4 separate regions of the Mus musculus genome follow, and all the other regions are linked to region 2. A link is a contact called in public Hi-C and HiChIP or PLAC-seq data. All regions are on one chromosome and are shown on one strand. The core of a region is the stretch at or near the end of the contact, and the rest is flanking DNA. Distances in the headings are between cores, read along the strand shown.

Evidence for each region. Hi-C and Micro-C count contacts between places; a contact is called where the count stands out from the background. HiChIP or PLAC-seq counts read pairs in DNA pulled down with a chosen protein or histone mark.
Region 1: a Hi-C map of bone marrow-derived macrophages shows a contact between it and region 2, with 30 read pairs. The contact joins two enhancer-like sites. A contact is called at or near these places in 2 of 484 Hi-C or Micro-C datasets (bone marrow-derived macrophages and nephron progenitors), 3 of 115 datasets of contacts at active chromatin or transcription factors (bone marrow-derived macrophages, embryonic fibroblasts and microglia) and 2 of 9 other capture datasets (embryonic stem cells and liver).
Region 3: a contact with region 2 is called in a Hi-C map of bone marrow-derived macrophages, with 18 read pairs. The contact joins two enhancer-like sites. A contact is called at or near these places in 1 of 15 datasets of contacts at CTCF or cohesin (pro-B cells), 6 of 484 Hi-C or Micro-C datasets (the Ba/F3 cell line, bone marrow-derived macrophages, embryonic stem cells and 2 more), 4 of 115 datasets of contacts at active chromatin or transcription factors (bone marrow-derived macrophages, large pre-B cells, memory CD8 T cells and 1 more) and 3 of 9 other capture datasets (adipose tissue, embryonic stem cells and liver).
Region 4: a contact with region 2 is called in an H3K4me3 HiChIP or PLAC-seq map of bone marrow-derived macrophages, with 4 times the contacts expected there. The contact joins two enhancer-like sites. A contact is called at or near these places in 1 of 39 promoter capture datasets (the SN4741 cell line), 1 of 15 datasets of contacts at CTCF or cohesin (the NIH/3T3 cell line), 1 of 484 Hi-C or Micro-C datasets (bone marrow-derived macrophages) and 2 of 115 datasets of contacts at active chromatin or transcription factors (bone marrow-derived macrophages and embryonic basal ganglia).

Annotation. Positions count from the first base shown.
Region 1 is chr13:94,093,898-94,100,599 of GRCm38.p6, reverse strand. The region is part of intron 1 of Lhfpl2 (lipoma HMGIC fusion partner-like 2); the gene reads right to left. Among named protein-coding and RNA genes, the nearest start is that of Lhfpl2, 39 kb to the right of the region's middle. Within about 2 kb of position 2,024, at least 110 of the 459 cell types and tissues checked have an H3K27ac peak or open chromatin away from gene starts, as enhancers often do. A contact at or near this core is called in bone marrow-derived macrophages, where this site is marked.
Region 2 is chr13:93,795,577-93,801,549 of GRCm38.p6, reverse strand. All of the region lies in intron 3 of Arsb (arylsulfatase B), which reads right to left. Among named protein-coding and RNA genes, the nearest start is that of Mir5624, 7.8 kb to the right of the region's middle. Within about 2 kb of position 4,314, at least 7 of the 459 cell types and tissues checked have an H3K27ac peak or open chromatin away from gene starts, as enhancers often do. A contact at or near this core is called in bone marrow-derived macrophages, where this site is marked.
Region 3 is chr13:94,112,155-94,118,264 of GRCm38.p6, reverse strand. The region is part of intron 1 of Lhfpl2 (lipoma HMGIC fusion partner-like 2); the gene reads right to left. Among named protein-coding and RNA genes, the nearest start is that of Lhfpl2, 57 kb to the right of the region's middle. Within about 2 kb of position 1,459, at least 142 of the 459 cell types and tissues checked have an H3K27ac peak or open chromatin away from gene starts, as enhancers often do. A contact at or near this core is called in bone marrow-derived macrophages, where this site is marked.
Region 4 is chr13:94,299,953-94,306,535 of GRCm38.p6, reverse strand. It overlaps Gm38653 (a long non-coding RNA gene), which reads left to right. Exons shown (of 3, transcript XR_003950583.1): 2 at 392-523; 3 at 1,619-3,640. It also overlaps the pseudogene Gm5668. Among named protein-coding and RNA genes, the nearest start is that of Gm38653, 3.6 kb to the left of the region's middle. Within about 2 kb of position 5,180, at least 19 of the 459 cell types and tissues checked have an H3K27ac peak or open chromatin away from gene starts, as enhancers often do. A contact at or near this core is called in bone marrow-derived macrophages, where this site is marked.

The DNA of each region.
Region 1 (6,702 bases), core at 775-3,274, 300 kb before region 2:
CTTTCTTTCTTCTGCTGGCATGGTAATCCTTGTTGGCAAGGAAGTCAATCAAATCCTTCTTAGTAAGTAGGTCAAACGATGCCAGCAAGCCTTTGGGAAATAATCCCATATTAAAGGGCCTATAGGCCAAGAAGAAATGAAACAGAAAAATAGCAACAGAAAAGACCAGTACCTCTAAATATTTACTTCTGTCTGTGTGTTCCTTATCCCTAGTACTAAATGAGATCGACTCAGGCCCTCGTGAGTCCAAAATGTCTCTCGCCCACAGGTAAGCCACCCTGCAGGTGACGGTGGGTATTTACCTCCACAGCTGCTCTGGAGCCTTCGGGGATCTCATTAATTCCTCTGACAGCGGTTTGCCAAGGGCATGGTCACAGACATCCCCAGCGGCAGAACCACATTATCCCGGGAGGCCACTGGGCAATACTTTGCCTCTCATTTTGCTCACACGCTAAAACTGTGCTGCTTCCAATGTCCAGGGAGCCAACTAGTGCTGGAAGAAGGTCTCTGACATTCCATCACTGGGGGCGGGACGGAACCCATTAACTTCCTCCCAGGTGTGACCTCCATGAATGCCTTGGCACCTCGTGTTTCGCCTGGTGCTTCTAGACTCTCAGGAGGAACTGCAAATCAAGCCCCAGTTCCAAGGGGCCCAGAAAACAGACACCTCACTACATTTCCAGCTCGCGTGAAGCCCTCTGAAGTGAGCTATGTGGCTCCGGGCTAGATCTGCCCTTCTGACCAGAGTTCCTCTAGAAACGTGACTAACATCCTTGTGTCTGTCCCACACTAACAAATTTTAGCAGAAACCATTTTTCAAAGGATTCTCGATCAGTGTAAACACAAAAGTCAAAGGGAGAAAAGTTTGAGTCCCAATCCAGCCACACATGAGTTAGTAACCCTGGGCAGGTACTGCTGTTCTGTGCTCACGTGACCTTTCTTCTCCAGTCTCAGCCATCTCCCGCCTTTTCTCCTGAGGACGGGGGTTTTTCCAGAGATGGAGGCCTGCAGAGATCTGAGGTGCCATTGCTGACATCCTCGTATATAATAAGAGCAGTGGAGCCAGGTGGATGAGACTAATAAAACTGTAGCTGCTACAGCCTCAGAGTTCCCAACTCTCAGGTGAGGATGAAATACTAACCCAGTTTGTATGAGCGACCAAATGGCAAGAAAACACTTAAAATAACGCCGGCACTATTAACAAACGGTGCCTTCTCGTCATCCCGACTAACCCCGTCTTCCTGCTTTATCAAGCATCTTTCATTCCTTGACATTCACCTTTGGAGGGCGGGGTGGATAAATGTGGTTACATATCTCACTTATTCCTGTCAGCCACATGTGCAAGAGCTTATTATCTTTTTGATGTAATTGCTCGGGAAGGTCAAGCGGATGTTAGGTGGCTCCCAGGACTCAAAGTCAGTTTGAGTGACCCAGATCTGGCTTTCCACCACACCCAGCTCCTAGTTAGAAAGTGGGGGATTTAAAGCTTCATTACAAAGTTAGAAAGTCACATGTAGGGACAGGGATCCAAAACAGACATGGACTGAATCAATCATGGCTCAGCTCAGACGCTACCCAACTCTTGACCTCTTTGCCCTGCCTCGTCCCAACCTGGCGTGAACAGATGGGTAGGCTCCTCTCTGCCCCCCGCCCTGCAGTCTCTGAGCAGCTCTGGCCTATTTCCACCAACACACCACGCGCTGTGCCCCTGGCAGGACACACAAAACTGTGAGCACAACTGCCTCACGATAGCTGCTGGCAGAGCCTTCCTGTTGCTCCTAGGGCTGGCTCGTCTGCCGATTACCACAAGTTAAAGGCACCCAGAATGCCATCAGGATACTGGAGAGTGTGGCAGAGTATGATCTACAGCATAGGCAAGACCACAGCTTAGAAAAAGCACTTCATTACCGGGTGTCATTAGAAAGCTATTTAACTAGAATATACTGGGACCACTGTGAGACAGCTTGTCACATCCACGACCACGTGCTCTTGCATCATTATGCAAATGCTCACACTTTCACACACGTGGCTTCACGACAGCTAACTGACTGACTCATTCTGACTCTTTGTGCTTTCTCTATCTTCCCCTAGTCCAGCAAGACCCAGCCAGTAACCAGAAGAAGAAGTGGGGCGGGGAGAGGGGTGTGCGGCAATACCTTCAAGTTATGTCACAATGAAAGTGACATTTGGATCTTTATGTTTCCTGTTTGACAAGCATTCTAACAAAGTCTAGAAGCAGTGGTATCAAACACACTGGCACATTTAGCCTTAGCAAAATGATGTAGCACAACATAAAATCCTACTAGTGCTAAGAGACTTTCTCCAAGTGGATGATACAGGTTCTGCCTATGTAACTACGGCTAGACAGTTCCGACAAGCAGGAGCCTCTGATTCTATTTAGCCACCACTGACCCTTTACATCTGATAAAAGCAAGCTGCACTCGTTGCCAACCTCGGGATACTTGTAGGAGGAAAGGGAAAGCTGCCGGTTATTTTTGGGAAATCTCATCCCAGGCTTCTGCCTATGCAGAAAGAAACTCAGGAAATGAAGCATCCATGAATGGTACATTAGTTTAGAAAAGAAAGACACAGATCACCCCTGAGACCAATCTGTCTGTTCCCATGAGCAAACACTAAATGAGATCGAAAGAACAGGGGTAAGCAGTTGACCTCAAATGCCCCAACATTTTTTCCTCTGCAGCTTTAAAAACCAGTTACAGTTTCTTTATCTTTATTAGGACATTTTCCTCATCAAACTAATGAGTCACCAAACTGAAGGTTTCCTAATATGTTTACATTTGGGAATAAACGGTCTATTAAGGTCCTAGTAGAGACACAAACACAATTTGCCATTGCCTTTCAATCAAGTCATCTCCCAAGGCAAGGCAGTGTGGCTGGGGTAGAAATAGGGTGACAAAGGAAAATTCAATGTAGTCATGGACCCTAAAGCCAGGCAAAGCAAGTATTTGCAATCCTGTCTGCACCACGTCCCGAACATCGCCACTGCTGCCTTCCTGGTTTTTTCGGAGGAACGGTTTTCTGGTGATTATTAAACAAGATGTGCTTTTGAAATAATTAAGCTTATTAAAACCAAGTATTGGGCAAGATAAGAAGCCAATGGAAGCCTTGCATCCAGGGACATGGAGTGAAAAGGAAAGTGGTTCGTTGAGGCTGCATAGGCAGAACGGTTAAGTCAGGAGGCAGCATGCAGTCATCGTATCTTCCAACAGTTCTGTTGGGCACACACAACTGGCGTGAAGTATGGCTGGTGGGTCAAGAGCTGACTCCTATGTGAACCCAAGACTGAGAGCCCAAACAAGACAGCTGTGAAGGACACACCAGCACAGCATCTGGAAAATATCTGAGAAGGCAACCTTCCCTTCAGATCACTGCCATCTGCTGATCTTTTCCCAGTGGTCAAGCGGCCTAAGTATTAAATTAGCCAGTGATACAGTATTCTTTTCAACAAGCAACACCAACCTGCAGGGATAGGCCAAAGGAAGGAAGAGTCTAGACATGGCAAGGCATCCTGCCGCTACAGCTCAGGTAGAGCAGACTGGACCTCCCTCAGAGACACAGAAGGAGGAGGCTCTGTAGATCCACACACAGAGCTGCTGAGGAGCTGCTGAGGAATCTCTCCCTCATGAAGACACACTGGGCATGCCACAAGTCAGTGCCAACCCAGGCTGGTCTCTTGTGGGATGTCTGCGGCTTAGCATAAACTGCTTAAAGTCTCCATCTCACGGGGGAAGCAGAAGATCACCGATGGCCTACTCGGGAGCTCTTTCTAAGCACTGCCTGCTTTCTTCACTTGACTTTAACTTACAATGAGTTCAAATGTTAGAATGCTCCATTGAGTGTCATGTACCATTTATCACTACTGAAAATAAAATGATCCCAGTACTTGGGTGCCTGAGCCGGGAGGATCTCGAGTTCAAAGCAGGACTGAGCTATATAATGAGATTGGGAGAGAAAGAGGGAGAGGGAAGGAAGGAAGAGAGGAAGGGGAAGAGGGTGGGAGAACAAACAGCAGGTACTTTCCACGCCTGGTTTTGATAATCGACAGATAATCTCAGCTGCTGCAGGTGGCCTGATGAGGTTTGGTCCTTGTCATGCTAAATGCTGGCCCCCAAAGTCTGGGTGCCTCAGGGACCAGGAGAACCTCCTGTACACCAAGTGGTGCTATGTAACCTTGCTCCTTAATTTAAAATGATAGGTTGAATAAAGATGCCTACAGCCTGTAGCTGGGCAGAAGAGAGGTTTCTGGGCTTGGAGTCTGAGACAGAGACCATGCGGAGGGGAGGGGGAGAGAGAGAGAGAGAGAGAGAGAGAGAGAGAGAGAGAGAGAGAGAGGAAGAAGAAGAAGAAGACGAAGAAGAAGAAGAAAAGAGGAAGAAGAGGAAGAAGAGGAAGAAGAAGAAGAAGAAGAAGAAGAAGAAGAAGAAGAAGAAGAAGAAGAAGAAAGGAGGAGGCGGAGGAGGAGGAGGAGGAGGAGGAGGAGGAGGAGGAGGAGGAGGAGGAGGAGGAGGAGGAAGAAGAAGAAGAAGAAGAAGAAGAAGAAGAAGAAGAAGAAGAAGAAGAAGAAGAAGAAGAAGAAGAAAGGAGGCGGAGGAGGAGGAGGAGGAAGAAGAAGAAGAAGAAGAAGAAGAAGAAGAAGAAGAAGAAGAAGAAGAAGAAGAAGAAGAAGAAGAAGAAAGGAGGAGGCGGAGGAGGAGGAGGAGGAGGAAGAAGAAGAAGAAGAAGAAGAAGAAGGAGAGGAGGAGGAGGAAGAAGAAGAAGAAGAAGAAGAAGAAGAAGAAGAAGAAGAAGAAGAAGAAGAAGCAGCAGCAGCAGCAGCAGCAGCAGCAGCAGCAGCAGCAGCAGCAGCAGCAGCAGCAGAAGCCGCTGCCACCGCCGCTGCCGCAGGGTAGGTGAATGGTGAGCATATGGCCATGAGGGCCAGCCTGCTGGAGTAAGAGGTGGAACTCTGCAAGTTCTATCTCGGGGTTACTGACAGGGAAGTAGACAGATAGCACAGAGTTGACATCTGCCCAGCTCAAGTACTGCTAAGACTTATTATAAACATACAAGTTTTGTCTTTTACCTGGGAGCTAAATGATCCAAGGTGGGGTAGAAACCCCCAATTAATTTTAACTACAACAGTTGTCAGTTGGGAAGCATCATTCTACAGCCATACTGGGCCACTGCCAGGCTGACACAGTCACATGGGCACTGATGGGGGTGGGGTGGGGTGCTGTTCCTCACAACAAGTCCTTCTGAGGGGAGTGTGGTGATTGTCAAGGAGGCTGAACTTGCTTGGCTTCCTCATGGCAATTAAACAAACAAACAAACAAACAATAATAACAAAACCACCAAACCAAGCAAACAAACAAAAAACAAAAAACAAAAGCCAAAACAAAACAAAAAAACACCCCAATACTAGCTTGAAGTATAACAAGGAGCCAGACCTCCAGGGCCCCAGAATTCCGGGAAGAAAAGCATGATGGGTAAGCCAAGCCCCTCAAGATCCTCGGGCCTGTTTTTCTACCCATACTTTTAAGACAGAGCCTGAGGCATGAAAGGCACCAGCTATTTTCCTCAGGCACCTTTAATGCACACAACCTAACGTTCATGATTAAAAGTGCCTTGAAAACAATACTCTACAGACTTGGTCCATTATGATTCATAATGTGCGAGGGTGCTCACCCGGTTCAAATGTCTGGAGAACAAACAGCCTTGGATAGTGAGTTAATGTTTGAATGAGCAGTGTTGTCTTTATGGCCTGTGTGGCAGAGGTGAAGACATCAGAGGGAGGGTCAACCTGCAGAAGCACAAGGACCAGAGATGAGCACACAAGTGTGTGTGGTAGAAACCAGGAGCTCCATGCACAGCTCAAAGTAGAAGGACTGGACCAGGGTTCACCCTCACATACTGGGTCCCAGTCCTTCCCTTTCCACTGGCAGAATGAGTGCATCTGGCTGGCCCAAGGAAGCAAGACAATAAGAGTGATCTCATTCCTATTGCTTTCCCAAAAAAAACAGTATACAAAAGCAGCAGACTCTTGCAAATAGTTTCTCACAAGTCATCTAATAACATGGCAGAGATAGGAACTCACCCAATCACAGGCACGGTTCTACCCACTGAGGCGATGACCAGACATAAAATGGTTAAATAAAGTTGCCCAGCATTTCAGAGCGAGTCAGCATGAAAGCCAGACACTTGTCCTGCTCTTAGCAATTGTGCAACCCTACTTCTCTGAGAGAAAGGATATTTATATATCACCAGACATGTACAGAGCTATGGAGACCTTTAGCACTACAGAGAAGTTTAACTCTGCTCCCTTAAGGAGGGGCAGTCTCTGGAGATATCCTTCAAGTCTTAACGCAGGTTAAATTGGTCACTTAATAACTACAAGGCCATTAGATTAAGTATTAGCTTTCCACTGTATCGTGTGTGTCTGTGTGTGTGTCCTGTGTTTAGTGTGTTTGTGAAAATGAAATACAACCAGAGGATTCAGAATGACTGGGTAAAGTGTGACACTGTGAGGACCCAAACCGATCCCCAGCACCCACATAAGGGGTGGCTGCTGTAGAGTGCACTTCAAGCAAGCTGTCAGAAGGCAGGAACTGGAGGACCACTGCGATTCATGCGCTGGATCAGTAACCTCCAGGTTTAGAGAGAGACCCTGCCTCACAAAATAAGGTAAAAGACTGAGGAAGAACT
Region 2 (5,973 bases), core at 3,065-5,564:
GGGACTAATATCCAACATATATAAAGAACTCAAGAAGGTGGACTTCAGAAAATCAAATAACCCCATTAAAAAATGGGGCTCAGAACTGAACAAAGAATTCTCACCTGAGGAATACCGAATGGCAGAGAAGCACCTGAAAAAATGTTCAACATCCTTAATCATCAGGGAAATGCAAATTAAAACAACCCTGAGATTCCACCTCACACCAGTCAGAATGGCTAAGATCAAAAATTCAGGTGACAGCAGATGCTGGCGTGGATGTGGAGAAAGAGGAACACTCCTCCATTGTTGGTGGGAGTGCAGGCTTGTACAACCACTCTGGAAATCAGTCTGGCGGTTCCTCAGAAAACTGGACATAGTACTACCGGAGGATCCAGCAATACCTCTCCTGGGCATATATCCAGAAGATGCCCCAACTGGTAAGAAGGACCCATGCTCCACTATGTTCATAGCAGCCTTATTTATAATAGCCAGAAGCTGGAAAGAACCTAGATGCTCCTCAACAGAGGAATGGATACAGAAAATGTGGTACATCTACTCAATGGAGTACTACTCAGCTATTAAAAAGAATGAATTTATGAAATTCCTAGCCAAATGGATGGACCTGGAGGGCATCATCCTGAGTGAGGTAACACATTCACAAAGAAACTCACACAATATGTACTCACTGATAAGTGGATATTAGCCCCAAACCTAGGATTCCCAAGATATAAGATATAATTTGCTAAACACATGAAACTCAAGAAGAATGAAGACTGAAGTGTGGACACTATGCCCCTCCTTAGATTTGGGAACAAAACACCCATGGAAGGAGTTACAGAGACAAAGTTTGGAGCTGAGATGAAAGGATGGACCATGTAGAGACTGCCATATCCAGGGATCCACCCCATAATCAGCATCCAAACGCTGACACCATTGCATACACTAGCAAGATTTTATTGAAAGGACCCAGATGTAGCTGTCTCTTGTGAGACTATGCCGGGGCCTAGCAAACACAGAAGTGGATGCTCACAGTCAGCTAATGGATGGATCATAGGGCTCCCAATGGAGGAGCTAGAGAAAGTAGCCAAGGAGCTAAAGGGATCTGCAACCCTATAGGTGGAACAACATTATGAACTAACCAGTACCCCGGAGCTCTTGACTCTAGCTGCATATATATCAAAAGATGGCCTAGTCGGCCATCACTGCAAAGAGAGGCCCATTGGACTTGCAAACTTTATATGCCCCAGTACAGGGGAACACCAGGGCCAAAAAGGGGGAGTGGGTGGGCAGGGGAGTGGGGGTGGGTGGATATGGGGGACTTTTGGTATAGCATTGGAAATGTAAATGAGCTAAATACCTAATAAAAAATGGAAAAAAAAAAAAGAAAACCCTCTGATAATAATCTGACTACTCTATCTCATTTAACACTCAAAACCATCCTGTTATATCCATTTTTCAAATGAGTTAACCAAGGCTTTAAAAGGTTAGGTATGCCCAGGTGCCACTGTTTGATGCAGGCTTCCCTCCTGGTACCCTCCGTGTTACAATGTTGCCATGCACCAACAGATAAGTGAGCTAAAAATAAAGAGAGTGTACAGGGTTTTCTTTAACATGTTTTCTGGGGAAACAGTGTTTTGTTAGATTTTGATATTGAACCAAATAAATGTGATGCCAATTTAATTCCTAGAAATAAGAAGTGTGAGCCACAGGTTCTGGTTTTTCTCTATGCCAGCTTAGAACAGTCAGCACTTGTGGTATTCCAGGTCAGCCCTTCTCCTTAGGGGCCTCTCTGCAGATAGCCCTGCACCATGCCGTATAGAATTTCTCATATGTTTAATACCCTCAAAGAGACAATAATCAATAGCTTTGATCCAAGAATAAGCACATTTATGTGAGGTATTTAAATCATAAATGAAGGAAAAAAGACAGAAGGAAGAAACTCACTTCACTTTTTATTGTTGCAAATTGTTCTAAATTACACAACCCTTTGCTGGAGTGTGTGCCAACCAGTTACGGGGAATGAAAAGATATGATAAGAGTGGGGACTGTCCAGACAGGGAGCTCTAAGAGATACTCTTACGTTTATCTGGAGTTCAGACATTTTGAATTAAATGTTAAAATTAAATGTACACTTTTTCCATGAAAAGTATTTCAAGTTCCTCCTCTTAAAGTCTATATCAACACTTCTGACCCTGCCTCTGCTCCTCCACACACACACACACACACACACACACACACACACACACACACACACACACACACACTTTCCACGCTACCCAGACTGGCCATTTGACACTCTGGGGTCCCTCTGGATCAAGTTGAAGCTGGCCAGTCAGGTGACTGTCATATGTGAGAGCCTCACACTGTTTGCTGACCTGATCATAACGTCATAATTCACAAGAAGAGATGCAAGTGTTCTTTGAAAGACAACAACAAAAAGTTGTCTTTTTTGTTTTGTTTTGTTTTTTCGAGACAGGGTTTCTCTGTGTAGTCCTGGCTGTCCTGGAACTCACTCTGTAGACCAGGCTGGCCTCGAACTCAGAAATCTGCCTGCCTCTGCCTCCTGAGTGCTGGGATTAAAGACATGCGCCACCACAGCCCGGCAAAGTTGTCTTTTCTTCCAGTTCATTTGAGCAGTCCAGAGCACTTTGCTGTGGGGTGAACAATTCCATATATTGCGTAGCTCTGGGTCACCAAGAGCTGTGTCCAATCCATTTCATGAGGTTAGGACCAATCAAACACATTTAATATGCTCTCCGACACCCACTTTGTTTTATTGTTTGAGACAGGGTCTCTCTATGTGGCCTGGCTGGCCTAGAACTCACAGAGATCCACCTACCTCTGCCTTCCCAGTGCTTGGGTTAAAGGTGTGTGATACCACATTCAGCCATTTTGTATATTTATATCACTACTATAAATCAAGTCTTTAGCACTCAGAAGGTGAATTTCATCCATGGACAACCCATTCTCCAACCTCACCAAGTAGAAGCATTACGATAGCATATATATGAGTGTTTTGCCTGCATATATGTCTGTGCACCATGTGCATGCAGTACCCAGAGAGGTCAGAAGAGGGCATCAGCTCCCCTGGAACTGGAGTTACAAACAGTTGTGAGCTACCATGTGGGCGCTGGGAACTGAACCAGGTCTTCTGCAAGAGCAGCCAGTGTCCTTAATCAGTCAGCCATGTCTCCAGCCCCACTGTACTAATTTTAAATGATGGAGGGAGGGGAGACTGGTAGTCTGTGCTGCATGGTAGCCTCATGAAAAGAATGATTATCTAAGGCTAGAAGGTTCTCCAACCACCATCAGGACCATACCTGCAGTCACTAGTTGGTGGGGTCCTCCCAGAGAAAAGCTGTAGCCAGTTTCTCCCCACTGGCCAAAGCAAACAGCCTTCATCTGGGGATTGTATGTGTATCTATGGACATGAGGTCCTTGGCCTTGGAGAGAGACCCCTTCTCACCTCACTGACTCCTGATTCACACTGAAGTCCTGCCCCACATTAACCTCCACTGATTTCTGGTTGTTTTGTTTTGTTTGTTTTGTTTTGTTTTGTTTTGTTTTGTTTTGTTTTGTTTTGTTTTGTTTTTGAGACAGGGTTTTTCTCTGTGTAGCCCTGGCTGTCCTGGAACTCACTCTGTAGACCAGGCTGGCCTCGAACTCAGAAATCCGCCTGCCTCTGCCTCCCAAGTGCTGGGATTAAAGGCGTGCACCACCACTACCCAGCTTTGATTTCTGTTTCTTAGAACCTGGTATGTCCTTGGTATTTTCTTGATTTCAAACTCTTATTCCGATCAGCTCAGTCATAGCTGCCAACTGTACCCCAACCCTAACTGTGACCCTTTCAAGTATCCTAAGACTATAAAATGGAATCCTGGTTTGGAAAGCGTGTCTAGACACTATAGTATCACATAAAACCCAGACTTAACTCTGCATACGTACATTGAGGATGCTAATGGATCTTTTCCCTTTTCTGTTCTGCTCCATGGCTCCTAAGATCTGAACTCTAAACATCCGCACTATGGGAAGAAACCACATATCACTCATTTTTATGTCTTTAGAGGGCTCCCTAAATCAAAGTATAAATTGGAAAAACAGGAATACATTTTTAAACTACTATTCTATCTTTGACAACCAAATTAAGACATTTCTTCCCAGCTTGTACTCACACAAAGAAAGTCTTCCACTAGGATTTATTGTTTTGTTTTCCTTAGGAAGCTTCTAGTAGATTAGATGTAGAGGGTTCTTTGTTTTTTTAAGTTCTTCAAAGTGCTGCTGTTCTAATTTTAACAGAAAGTCATGCTATGAATATATGACTTTCTTTTTATAGTGCTACTACTATGTGAGTCACCCTCACATAAAGGAGAAAGGATGTCCCTTCCTGACACATGTAAAGCCATTAGCAGCGTCCCCAGAATCAACAGCTCAACTGTTACACGGCAGCTCTGTCGATTTTCTCCCTCAGCTGCCCCTTAAAAGCAAGTACACGTTAGTTGGTTGGTGAACACTTCCTGTGAATTCTTTGAATGACTTCCATCTTAGAACAAATGTCATGTTACAATCTACACATGATGCTCTAGGCACCTGAGAGCCTAGCACAGAATTAGGTTAAATCCTGGGGAAAGATGTTACAAAGATGCAGCTCCTGAAGCCAGTGAGTCGCATCACTGTCTGGAGAGCTGAAGCCGGGAGCATCTGTGTGCAGGAGCTGCCTTGTGGAAACGGCTGGGTTGCTACATGACTATTCTTTCTTTTACTTTAGTCTGTGCTTGGGGGCTCTGAGCATGCTGATTACCTCTTCAGAGCATCCCACGCGCTGGCAGGAAATGTCCATCTCCCATCTGGTGATTTTGGTAACGCTATCTATGAGCAGTGCCATGTTAACAGCACCCCTCTCATGGGATGTGAGCTCTTAAGGCCTGTGACTGTCCTCGGTTCTGGTGCCTTCTCCACCAGCCCAGTTTAACTGCCCACCCACAAGGAACCACTTCTCCACAGACGCTTCCTGGTAGCTGCTTGGTGGTATGAGGGCACCAGGAGACAATACTGTTTTGTACACATCCCTAAATATCTGAGAGATTGCTCCCCTTCTTCATGGTTCATGGCAGACATAGTTGCCTAGAGATGTCAGCATTACACCCTTAAAAATCCAAAGTGTGGCAAAGCCGAGACCAGTCACCAGGGGAGATGAGAACAGTCACTAGGGAAGATTCCTCAAACTGAGTAAAATAGCAAAGATGGAGCCTGGAAGGTTCTAAACAGACAAGGAGTCACTGGCAGGTCACTGTGTCTGAACACGTAGACAAGCAGAACGCTCATTAAGACTTGTGTGTGCTGAGCATCTCCAGGCAGTAAGAATAACTTTGTATTGTGCACAGCTTATCTCTGCTGCATAGAGTTGCATGATTAGATCAGATTGTGAGCCCGTAATACCAGCAAGCTGGCATCTGCTTGTCTTTGTACTTGTGAGAGCATCAAGCTAACACTCACGGAACCATCCTGAGTGCACAGGATCTCCATAGCGGCACCATGGACACCACGGAGAATCACTGATAAGGGGATGAAATATTAATGCCTTACAATATCTGATATCACTATTTCTTCCAAATGTCCCAGGAGGTCCTAATATGCTGTCAAGACCGGGACTGTGGAGCTGAATATGAACTGGGATTCAACATCTCTGCACGAGCTGTGACTAGGGATGGCGAATAAAGGCAGATGCTCTTGGAGTCCAAAGTGAGAGGTTACATCCTGACTCTGACTTCACACAGTCCCGTGGCTTTGAACAAGTCACTTCATTTCTCCAAGCCTGTTTGCTTAAACAAACAGCGTGTCTTCTATCCTTCTATCAAAGGATAATAAAGAGTTCCCTGAAAGCCTTACTTTGGCTTTCTTGGTATTAGGCCATATCCATAAAATGCCTCACATACAATTAAGAGCTATAATACAGCCAGCAAGAGGCACCATTGCTAACAATACCTCTTTGTG
Region 3 (6,110 bases), core at 210-2,709, 320 kb before region 2:
GGCTGTGAGCCTGATGTGGGTGCTGGGAGCTAAACTCAGTTCCTCTGTGAGAGCAGCAGTACTTCTCACTGACAAGTCATTGCATTAACCCCTTAAGGTACTATTTTTATATTTGAACAATATGTTCTTTAAAAAACTAAAAACAGAAAAACACACAGAACACTAAAAACAGACTGTCACATAGCCTTCAAAAAATTCACAAAAGGTAATGAGGAACTAGGCATTAACTGCCCACCTGTTCTATGTCCTCCGTGGGAAGTCACTCCTTTGCTTCCCACAAGTGCCCAGCAAGAGGCACTAGTACAACCTCTATCTTCACAACGCGGAGCGGAATGGCAATGCTTCCAGAACCATCCGAAAGCCACACGACTCTGACGCAGCAGCATTAAGACTCAGCTCCAAACGTCTTAAGACATTTAATCCTAAGAATCTGCACAGGCAAGAGGAGGAAAGTTTAGCCTCCTTTTAAAGTGAAGGGAAATGCAATTCTGAGTAGTACCGCCCAGTCCTCCAAGTCACACTGCGGACTGGCAACAAGTCAGGCACCGGCCACCAGCTGGCGGTGGCGGGTGCTGGCTCTCCAGCAGCTGACCTTTGGTACAGATTCTATGAATGAAGATGTAACTCTGTGTGGTGATTATTTGATACCTTTGCTCACTGGAAAGACCCTCCCCTCCCCCGAAGCCCTCACACCAATGAACACTCTGCTATGTCACCAAGTTTTTCACTGTCCCATATGCAACTGTCTTACACTTAATGGCTGTTAAACACACAGGTGCATTAAAAAAAAAAGTGAAAATATCTGTCTTCATTAGTGACCATTCTTTCACCTACATTTTTACATATTATTGGTCTGGTTGACCATTTAAACTATTTATAGCCCAATAAATGTAGGCACTGTTTATCCCAGAAGGCATCCTAAGTGCCATGAAAACCATGGCGGCTATTCTCATTAAGCAGTAAAAGGTTGGTACTTCCATTCATCTCCATCCACGGCTCCCTGTTCTACTTCCGGGCATCAGGAGGGAGAAACAACAGCTGTCCTTTGTGCCCATGCACAACATTCCTGTGACAGGCACCGGTCTCACTGGCCGTAGTGAATAGTGAGAAACAGGAAACAGCCGTAAGACCCCTTTCTCAGTTACAGATTGCTACAACTTGAAATGCCCCAATCTGAACTGCTTCACATTACTCTGTAAAGTAGAAGCAAAGAGTGAAAACCGCCTGGGCAGTTAGTTACAAGGATACATTTCGGGCAGTTACAAAGATACATTTCAGCCTAGTGAAAAAGGAACTCAGTAAGAAACAGAGCTGCCCACAGCAGTCTGGTGGTTTGTCTCAGAGGCGGTTAGGACCCAGCTGTTCATGATCACAAAAGCCACAGAGAGGGAGAGTCTGAGTAATTGTCCTTGAACAGGGAGCCTTTTCCTGAAACCTGAGCAAGGGTGGGCGGGTGTTCCCCAGGCGATCTTCAGAGCTAAGTCCAGTGCAGTTTCTCTTCTGAGCCACGCTATGCATAAAAGAGGACTGGAGCGTGGGTGAAGGTATACCTCATTTATTATTCTCACTTCTCCGGATAGAAAGCTGAGCAGTTTAAACTGAGTCACATAATCATTACCTACAACAATCTGTGCTTTGAAATAGTATATCCTCCATATCTTTAAATCTCTGTGTGTACGAGCATGCCTGTGTGTGTGTGTGTGTGTGTTTGTGTACATGTGTGACTGTGTGTATGTGTGTGTGTGTGTGTGTGTATGTGTGTGTGCCTCTGTGTGTGCTTCTGCATGTGTCACAAGACCTGTGTGGAAGACCCAAAACAACTTCAGAGGTTGGTCCCCATCTTCCACTCTGACACAGCTCATGTCCACTAGCTGACCTGTACAATGTCTCCACCACCCATGTCCCAAAGGGAGGCAGGATTATAGATGTGCATTGTCATGCCTGGCTTTCCATGGGTTCTAGGGATGTGAAGTCAGGTTCTCACACTGGCATGGCATGAGCTTTGCCCACTGACCCACCCCACTACCCGCCACCTCCCTCCCCCCTCATCTCCGTAACCATCGATCTAGAACTTCAAGCCTAGACAATTTTAAGTCAGCTGATTCGTCAACACTCAGGATATGATACTTTGAACCCCCACACATGGTGGACCTAAAGCTGGAGGTGAATCTTAAATGAGTAGCTAACATGAACAGTGCTGCAGCACTCTAGCGACCTCCCTTCCTCCCTTACAAAGAAGGGCTCATTTTATTCCCAGTGGGACTGTTCTTTAAGGTTCTGTTTATACCAGTCAACTCCAGGGATAATTATCCAAGTCTACTTTACTGTGCTTTGTTGGTAAAACAAAGGCTTGGAGAGGTTTCTCCACGTTTTAAGGGCAACTCAGCAAAACAAACACAGAGAGCAGTGGCCCAGTTCTGCGTCCAAAGCATAAACTGTGGCTCACAGACCAGCCTGGTAGTTATGAGAGTAGCAGGAGTCACCGGAGTCTGTTCTCTGCCTGTCTCCAACAACCTGCAGGATTTTCATGAAAAGGCATCAAAGTGTCAAGTGTCAGGGACCTGTCCACCAAACCCAGCAGGTGGCAGGCTGCCAAGGGCTGGCTGTGCTCACTTAAGTGAAGTGAAATGCTGGGACCGGGAACCTCCACAGGGCTGGCTGCCCTGCCACTCAGGCTCAGCACTGTGTGACTCAGTTTCTAGACCTCGTGGACTCCAGGTCAAATCTGAAAATCAGAAACACTTCCTTTTATTCTTAGGGACTGGAAAACTCCTGGCTCCAACATGAAAATGTCATCATGGCGTATGTCCTCCATTCCATATCTGGATACCCCAGAACAGCCTACTCCTGTGCCAGCACCAAGGGAGACTCAATTAAACTGTGGTGTACACATTAGGTTTGGGCATCACACCGCAGTTGCTGTCATTTACCCATAGGTAAATCATGTGTATACACATGGCCTTGACTCCTTTCCTGGTATTTAGTTATAAATTCCTGAGAATAAAATAATTCTAACTGATGTCTCTCTGTCTCCCAAATACAAGACAGCACATGCAGACAGAGCATTAAAGTAAAACATTAATAAAAATATTTAAATTTGTGAACAAGAAACATGAATTTAAAAAAATAAGACGACTACAGGAAGAATCCCTCCAGGTTTTCCACAGAGGAGCCAGCAGGGCAGGAGAAACAGGGGTTATGAGGAGTGGAGAAAATGAGGCCGAGATTGTAGAATGAAGAGAAAAGAAAGACGTAGGCAGTGGGAGTAGGGGTGGGGTTATATTGCATAATTCAAGGACAACCTTAAAATGGGTGTGTTTCCAAAACACCAGTGTCCAGTCTCCCTGAACTCCATCCTACAACAATTTTTAGTTTGGGTCAGGGCGGTGAGGGACAGGTACCTGTGTGGTGAGTAACGGGCCCAGTGTACACAGTAATTCTGAGAGCCTTCATCTAGAGATACTGACATGATAGTCTTGCCTCCTTTGTATATAAATATATAAGCATGACTATAAATATATAAGCATTTCACAAATGCAAACTGTTGTGATTACTGTCCACCAACAACCAACAACAACAACTTGGACATCTCACCCAACACTCCCACTACTTGCTCCAAACAGGTGATTTCAACTGGACAGACACAAGTTGCAACAGGCTGACAGGTGACTGCTACACACCTAGAGAACAGACCAACGCAGGCGGGTGGCCACGGTGAGTAACTCGGACTGTGAGTGCTCACAGGCTCACAGAGCTGAGTAGTAACAAGGCCTGTGAGTGCTCACAGGCTACAGAGTGCTCTCTCGGCTTAACATTCCCCCCGGCAGGGCAGTCTACATTCCAAACCTAGGCATAAGCTTTAAGTAATAACAAACCAGTGTTCCCTAAAACAGATGCCAAGAGTAAAAGTGGAAATATGAGACTATTTACCCATTAAAACGATTTCCAAAAACAAGGTACTTATGGACACACACACAGGCCAAGGCGTAGATTCCACAAGTAGAGATGGTGCCTCCGGGACGGCTGGCATGGGAGTCTAGGAAAAACCTATGTAATCTATGAACTGCATTGCAGAGACCCTTGCACATCTCTAAGGGTTGTAACCTTGCTAATGGCTCATGCAGCCTGCAGGGCTCCTCCTGGAAGTCTGATCAAGATCTTTCCCCCAGGGAGCTCACTGCAGGGCATCACCACTGTGAGGAACCAAGAGACACACCAGCAGCTCACATTTGGGAAATGTCTTATACTTACTTCATCTTCTAAAAATAAGGGAAAGAACCCAAAGAGGGATGGAGAGGTAGCCCAGTTGGTAAAGTACTTGTGATGCAAACATGAGGACCGGAGTTTGATTCCCAGCACCCACATAGAGTGGATGCCACACAAGCCTTTAATTCCAAAACTTCTAGGGCCTGCTGGCCAGCCAGTTAGAACGAACTGCCAAGCTCCCCATTCAATGAGAGACTCTATCTCAGAAATAAAGAAGACAATTGATGAAGACACTGAATATCAACCACCCACGGACACACAAAACAAAACAAGAGAAACAGGAACAAAGAACCAAAGGAAAGAAAAAACCCTAGGTGGCGTCTGTGGGGGGTGTTCGGGGTGGGATCACTACCCACTGGCAAGACTGGCTGTAATGGTGAAAAGGGTAGGCGTGTTTGTAAAGGACGGGTGCTTGGATTACCAGCCTTTATGGGGTTAGAGTTTTCATTATCTATTCCATTGTTTCATGTGTGTATCCTCCATATGCACGCCCGGATTCATCTGCCCATTAGTCTAAAAGTACCAACTGGGGAACACATTCCCTACCAAACTCAAAGACATCGAGACAAGGCATTTTGCTCTACCCATGAAATGGCTTCTCTCTTAGTGCTCAGACCAACCATCCTCTATACTCTGTGGCCTTTTGCCCTGTCCTCTCTGAGGATCTCGTGGGGACAGAGAGGTGGTGGCTGCTCCTGCAGGGCACTGTCCAGAGGTCAATGCTGTCTCTTCCAGGTATATTTAGATGCTAAGTAGCCTACCCAATTCACAACTTCAAACTTTTCTAAAACGCTGACATAGATAAGCCGGTGATGGATGTGACATCACACTGGGGTGACTGCAGGCTCTGAGAGGAGCAGCCTTCGCACTACCCTGCAGAGGAACGGACCCTGCAGAGGAACAGACCCCTTGGCCCCCCACTTGCTCTTGAGCTCTAGGCAAATGCTTTCACCACTTCCAGAAGCAGGCGGCTCAGGAAATACGCTCAGGTAGGGGCTCGGGGTACGGCGCAAGGGCAGAGGGCTTGCCTAGCACACACAAAGCCCTAGGTTTGGTCCCCAACACCACATAAACAGTGCATGGCAACACACAACTGCAATCCCAGCACTCTGGAGGTCGAGGCACAAGCATTAGGAGTTCAAGGTCATCCTTGCCTACAAAGAGATCGGAAGACTGCCCTGTGATTCGTGAACCACTGTTGCCAACAAAAACCCTGCATCGTAACAGAAAAAAAAGGGCCTCTGAACCACTAAACAGTTTATAAAGCCTATGACGGTGCCTTTTATCCATAATGTTCAATAAATATACTTTATTAATAAATCATAAAAAAACAGTCTCAGCCACGGAGCCCTTTCAATGGGGTCACTTCATGTAAAGGTATACTATGGGCAACCAAGGCAGGGCCATCACCCGTTAAAAAGACACAATGCAATGAGAACTTACTCGGAAAATCTGGAACAACTTTGCCAGTCTAACCGAGAGTATCATGCCATAGAGCTGGATTTGTTATTTAAAACTAAAAACAACAACACATAACAGAATTGTCACCCGTAAACCACTGTAATTATAGACTTCCATGGAAAAGTGGGTAGGATCATGTGTCAAATCAGAAAAAAAAAAAAAAAAGTAAGAAGCAAGCTACAATCAAAACTATACCCAAGGGGTACATGGAAGTTGCCAGAACTTCTTGGAGAGTCCAACTGTTGTGTGATAAAAACTTTTCCTAAGGAGACGCAACATACACATCTCCTCACCCCAGATACGTACCCTGTGAGAGACCAAAGTCCAGATGCCACCAAAGTCCAAGCTGGTGAACCATGAGTTTTACTGGGGTTACATATGGG
Region 4 (6,583 bases), core at 3,931-6,430, 500 kb before region 2:
TCAATGGTGGATAAGCACTCTTTCCAAAGAGCCAAAGGGACAGTGCCAGGGAGCTATCACATAGCGCTGAAGGACACGGGTCACATGGCAAATTGGTGGCCGCTCATATTTTCTAATTGTTCGTGGAAAGAAAACCCACTAGTAAGATGTGCTATTTGGAAAATTGCTTTGCTCACACAAGAAGCTCAGTTGCTACCGACAGGACCAGGATGAGAGACAGGAACATCTCTCTACATGAGACAATTCCAAAGCTCTGGAGAGATGGCAGGCAGTAGCTTTGTCTGTAGGGCCTGGTAAAGAAAAGGAAGGAAGGAAGGAAGGAAGGAAGGAAGGAAGGAAGGAAGGAAGGAAGGAAGGGACATCTGTCCATTTCTCTTGTCTGTGCCTGCAGAGGACAATGCGGGTAACCAGGTCCCAAGCAGTCGAGGGAGCCTTCGGAGCCTGCAAGGCACAGAGCTGAGGAGAACAGCTCCTGAGGAGAGATTCCTGACCATGCTGCACGTCCTGAGATCCTCTTCCTGTGGTAAGTTGCTATGGTCCACACTGGAAGTCCACACTTTCTGGTCCAGGAGGCACCGAAAACCTAAGGGAGTCAGAATTTCAGAGGCGAAAGCCCAGTCACAGAGCCCCTTGACTAAGCTTGTTGAGTTGCGGTGCCACGGGCTAAGAGGCTTGCAGGCCCGGACAAGGCTCCAGCATAAGTCTGCATGAGGTTCCTTTCTTGGAGCCTCATGAATCTAGAGAGTTTCACCTTGCTGTGTCTCCTCCTCTGTACATCCCAAAGAAGATCAGAAGGCAATCACAGGACTGTATCCGTTTGACTGTATGCTGTCTGCCTTCCATTTTCGTTTGCTACAAAAGTTATGATAGAATCAGTCACCGGGTACACATTCCACTTTTCTATCTACAACCTCAACCTTCCCAAACCGCTGCCTTAATTTTCAGTTTGTGACTGTGTGGATTCATACACTCTGCCTCTTACTCCATTTCTTTCTTAAAGATTGATTGATTGAGTGAGTGATTGATTTAACGATTGATTGAGTGAGTGATTGATTTAACGTATGTGAATTTTCAATCTGCATGTCAGAAGAGGGCATCAGATTACATTATAGATGGGAACAGGCTACCATGTGGTTGCTGGGGATGGAACTCAGGACCTCTGGAAGAGCAGACAGTGCTCTTAACCGCTGAGCCAACTCTCCAGCTGCACCCCCACACCCCCTCTCTCCGTTTCTGAACAATCTTGCTTTTCCTTTTCTGCTCCTTTTGGTTTGGGTTTTGTCCTTTTTCTCCGAAGAGCCAATGAAAGCCCCAAGGGCTTGGCTTTTGAAAACGGAAAGGCAAGTCTAACTGTTCCCCTCCCTACAGTTGACTAGAAAAACAGAACAGTACTCTGCACCCAGACTCTTCTCAGAAGAGTATAGAAAGAGTATATAGGTTTGCAGGCCGTGTGGTTTCTGTTGTGAGCACTCAGCTCTGCTTTGGTAAGGTGGAGGCCCGTATAGACAACAGGTAAATAGTCCAGTGTAGCCGTGTTCCGGTAAACGTGAAATAACTAAAGCGAGGGGGACTGAGGCTATTTGTTGCTTTCCTCTCTGCTGGCTTTACCTCTTGACAGACGATGACACCACAGAGCTCACCGCTGTGACCTGAGAAGCAAGCACTCATCCACAACAACAGGGTGTAAACTGGTTGTCATCTTTAATACAAACGTGTTGTCCTGGAAATGAATATGTAAATTGGCATTCTTGTTTTTCCAGAAAACGTAAGTCTTTGTGAATTTCCTCTGTAGAACAGAAGAACTTGATGTCTGGAACTAGGTAAACAGTCAAAGGTCTGGCCTCAGTCTGAACCCTCCTGTATGAAGGTAGAAGGAAAATGTCTGCATGGCAGGTCGAGTTAAGGCAGGCAGAGCTCTGAGGTGAGATGGTTTGTTTCTTAGGGATGAATGCTTGTGGAAGGTAAGAGAAGGGAGCTGGTCGGGCAGAGGAAGGTCCAAAAGGTTTTGTCTGACATAGCACAGAATTCTGGGATAATACTATCCCAAATGGATCAAACTTACACCTCCGCTAAACACTGTCACCAAATGTCCCGAGCCCTGGGGAGAGGGAGCCTTTGGTCACCTCCGGGAATAAACAAGCAAGCAAACAAAACCGCACAACAAGTCACTGACTGTTTACCCAGAGCCAAATGTCAATTCTTTCCTTGGGGGAGATCTGGGCGGTTGATCTTCACAACTTCTTAAGAAACCAAAGTCTGAAAGTGCATTCTCCTGTAAGTTATGTCATTGACTGAGCCACCCGATAAGGAGCTTTAGAGCATTCAATGATTAATGATTACTTTTGTTATTTTTATTCTGGCCATATTTTTTTATATATAGAAATTTACCTTTTTTTTTAAAAGATTTATTTATTTATTTATTTATTACATGTAAGTACATTGTAGCTGTCTTCAGACACTCCAGAAGAGGGAGTCAGATCTCGTTACGGATGGTTGTGAGCCACCATGTGGTTGCTGGGATTTGAACTCTGGACCTTCAGAAGAGCAGTCGGGTGCTCTAACCCACTGAGCCACCTCACCAGCCCCTAGAAATTTATCTTTTACAAAAGTGAAAACACAGCAAGATAGTCAGACTGAATGAGAAATCAAGTGATTCTCTCCCACCCCTTCACCCCTATCTAATTTCTCCACCTGTTTCCACGCCCCAATTCCAAGGCAGCGGACATGTGTGGCCATGCTCCATGATTACATGGTTGTTAGTGATTTGAACTCAGATCTCCTTGCTCCCGCAGCCTATAGTCACTCACTGACACATCTTCCCAACTCTTCTACAAAGCAACTTTTGAAAAAAAGCATCCCTCTTAAGAATCTCCGACGCAGAGACTGGGGAGTGCTCTACCCGAGCGGGACATACACATCTGACCTGTGTGAGCTGGACAGCGGATAGCATCAGGGAAACAATGCTTCCCGGACACAACAAGGCAGTTGCAGGTATGGATTCACAGGACTGTGTCAGCGTGCACAGAATAGACAAGCTCAATCCTGACAAATCCTAGCGTAAGTTCCTTGTTAGTTACTTCTCTATTGCTGTGATAAGACACCGTGGCCAAGGCAACTTATAGAAGAGTTTATTTGGAGCTTACAGTTCCTGAGGGTTAGTGTCCATGGCCTTCATGGTAAGGGGCACAACAGCAGGCAGGCAGGAATGGCGTTGGAGCAGTAGCTGAGAGCTCACATCTTGATCTACAAGCATGAGGCAGAAAGAGTGCCAGAACATGCTAGAAATGGTATGGGCTCTTGAAACCTCAAAGCCTACTCCAGAGACACATGTCCCCCAACAAGGCCACTCCTCTAAGAGTCCCATCAGCTGGGGACCAAGCATTAAAATATATGAACCTATGGCGGTTATTCACATACAAACCACCACAGGGGGATGGTGGCTATGAAACCCCACCCTTAGCTGAGGCTCTGTTGGTATTTGGTAGCTGATGGGAGAGGACAGGTTAGTATTGTTTAATGATGAGGACCCTGGTAGGTTGACCACACACAAGGGTAGCCATGATTACTAAGATTGGTTTTCCTGGATGGGAGGAAAAGGAGGAGGAGGAGGAGGAGGAGGAGGAGGAAGAGGAGGAGAAAAGAAGAAGAAGAAGAAGAAGAAGAAGAAGAAGAAGAAGAAGAAGAAGAAGAAGAAGAAGAAGAAGAAGAAGAAGAAGAAGAAAACTCAATGTTGGTTGGGAAGGTGAGGGAGGGCGGAGTAGTTGTAGGAGAGGCTTGGAGAAGGGAGGTGAGTATGTTCAAAATACATTGTATCAAATTCTCAAAGAATTTATAAAATATTATTAAAAAAGAATCTCTGTGAATAATTGTAAAATAATCTTAGAATTAGTAAAAGCTACAGACACTAATGCATTAGAAAAGAGATAATTTATAAACTCCAAAATATGTTTAAAATTTCTTTTGGTCTTGGTCCTGGTTTTCTTTAAAGATTAATTAAGTACACATATTGTGGTTAAACTAACTCTTTCATAGATAACATATCCGCATATCTCAGGCCTCACATAGTATACTCGACAGTAATTGCTCTCTTAAGACAACAATGCTTAATACTCAGGAATCTCTGCTTTATGGTATTTTGGCTCCACTCATCTGTTTTGTTTGTTTATTATTTGAATAACTCATGCAATATTGATGTGCTTGTACTTTCAAACAACTTGAAGGTGGAATTGTATTTCTACTGCAGAATAACTAAAAATAAAGCGTTGCCCAGGAGAAGGAGGGAGAGGTATACGGCATTTGAATAGACAGTCAGAAATTGGTTTTGGTGATGATGGGTTTCTGGATTTTGGACCCTGAAGAACTGACTTTCTGGACAGCTAACCCAGCACAGAATCCCCTTAGCCAAGACTTGACAGCTGAGCTGGGTGGTGGTAGAACATGCTTTTAATCCCAGTGGCCAGGTGGATCTCTGTGAGTTTGAAGCCAGTCTGGTCTACACAGTGAGTTCCAGGACAGCCACAGATACACAGAGAAACCTTGTCCCCAAAACCCAAAAAAACCCCGCCAACCAGATAATAACAACAAACAAGTAACAACAAAACACTCAACAGCTGTAGCACACACTGTGGTGTAACCTGTACTGACTCAGGAAAGCAGTGTGTGCATTTGTGCGAACTGGAATTTGTCCTTCAGCTTAGAGGATATGGTTATCTTTGACAACTCTTAGGTTTGTAAAGATGAGTTTACTCTTATTTTATGTGTATGAATGTTTTGCCTGCATGTATGTCTGTGTACCATGTAGGTACTTTAGTATCCACGGAGTCCAGATTCCCTAAAACTGGATAGTGATATGGGAACGGAACCCAGGGCTCCTCCAAGTGGAACATGTGCTCTTAACTGCTGGACCATCTCTCCTGCCCTTTGTGAACTTTTAAAGCCATGTTATTAACAATACATGGCCACTGCTTGAACGCTGTGTGTCTGGCTGAGTTATCAGACCTTGTTTAGCAGTCTGAATTGCATTATTCTTCCCGAAATGAGGCTGCTACAGAGTGAAGCAAGGAATCTTTCTACGGAGTCAAAAAGAATTGTTTCTGAGAGACGCCTTTTATTCAGTTATTGCCCCACAGGAAATCAGGAGACTGCACCATGCCAGAGGAAACGTGTAGATCTAATTTCCTCCCAATGCACTCTGAGAGATAGGCTGCTATGAAACTCCCCTGGATGGCTGCAGCCTACTGTGAGCTGGATGTTTGAAGTCCTCAGTGGGATTCCTGGTGATGAGGGTGGCAAAATCTTTTCTGAAAAGAGTGGTAGAACCGTTGTCAAGTGCTAGAGAAAGAAACAAAGAAGGCTTGGGCTGGGAAACAGAGGACTCTGTCCTTTAGTTTCTCTTCTGCTCTGCACAGGGTTGTAGAAGACAAAATGACCTTGGTCACCCGTGACATACTGAGGGCTAGACAGGAAAATGGGTGTTAGGAAATTCTCAGTGCACAACAGGAGCTGATCGGCTGTAGAGCAAATATGTAAATTTCCACTGAATAGTTTTTATTTTTATAGGCTTTAGTACCCTTTAATACTTTCCATGCTGAGGAGGCTGAGGAGATGGCTCAATGGCTTGAATGCTTGCTTCAGAAGCATGAAGTCTGCCTCAGAAGTCAGGACAGGGAATCTGTAGACTAGAGCATGATCCCTGGCACAAACCTCAGAGTGCCACATGTGTCCCTGCACGTGAAAACACGCACTCACATGCACACCACACACACTCACATGCACACCACATGCACTCACATGCACACCACACTCAGTCACATGCACACCACATGCACTCACATGCACACCACACACACTCACATGCACACCACATGCACTCACATGCACACCATATGCACTCACATGCACACCACATGCACTCACATGCACACTACATGCACTCACATGCACACCACACGCTCTCACATGCACCACACGCACTCACATGCATATATGAAAATGGAAGAAGAATGAAATATTTTTCAAGTAGTAAAGCAAATGTTATCTGTGTTGAGCGGAAGGAAGGACTGGGCCTCTGCTCACTGCTGAACAGAGTGGGTGTGGTTCCCTATCCCACCTCTTGCCCTGGGGTCAGATTAGGAAGAGTCATCATAAAGTTGAGTGGACCTTATCTGAATAGAGAGCATCTATCCAGAGGCCAGTAGCTCTCCATCCAGATAAGGTGTCCACTCGTCTCTGTGACACAAAGTTGAGCACAATTGCTGGAGTAAAACAATTACTTCATAATAGTCTAGGAGATGAAACTGGAGAAGGGGGTGTGTCTTAGTTTGAGTTTATTACTGTCAAGAGACACCATGACCAAGGCAACTAGTATAAAAGTAAACATTTAATTGGGGCTGGCTTACAGTTTCAAAGATATAGATTCCTTATGTTTCCTAGAAAACATTTCAGCATTTCCTGAAATCTCTTAATATATATTTTAGTATGCTGGGATTCTTATTATACTATTTAATAGTCCTAATCACACACTGAAGGGTTATTGGGTTTCCACAATAGCACTGTAGAAAACTTGAGTTGATTGGCAGAGGGT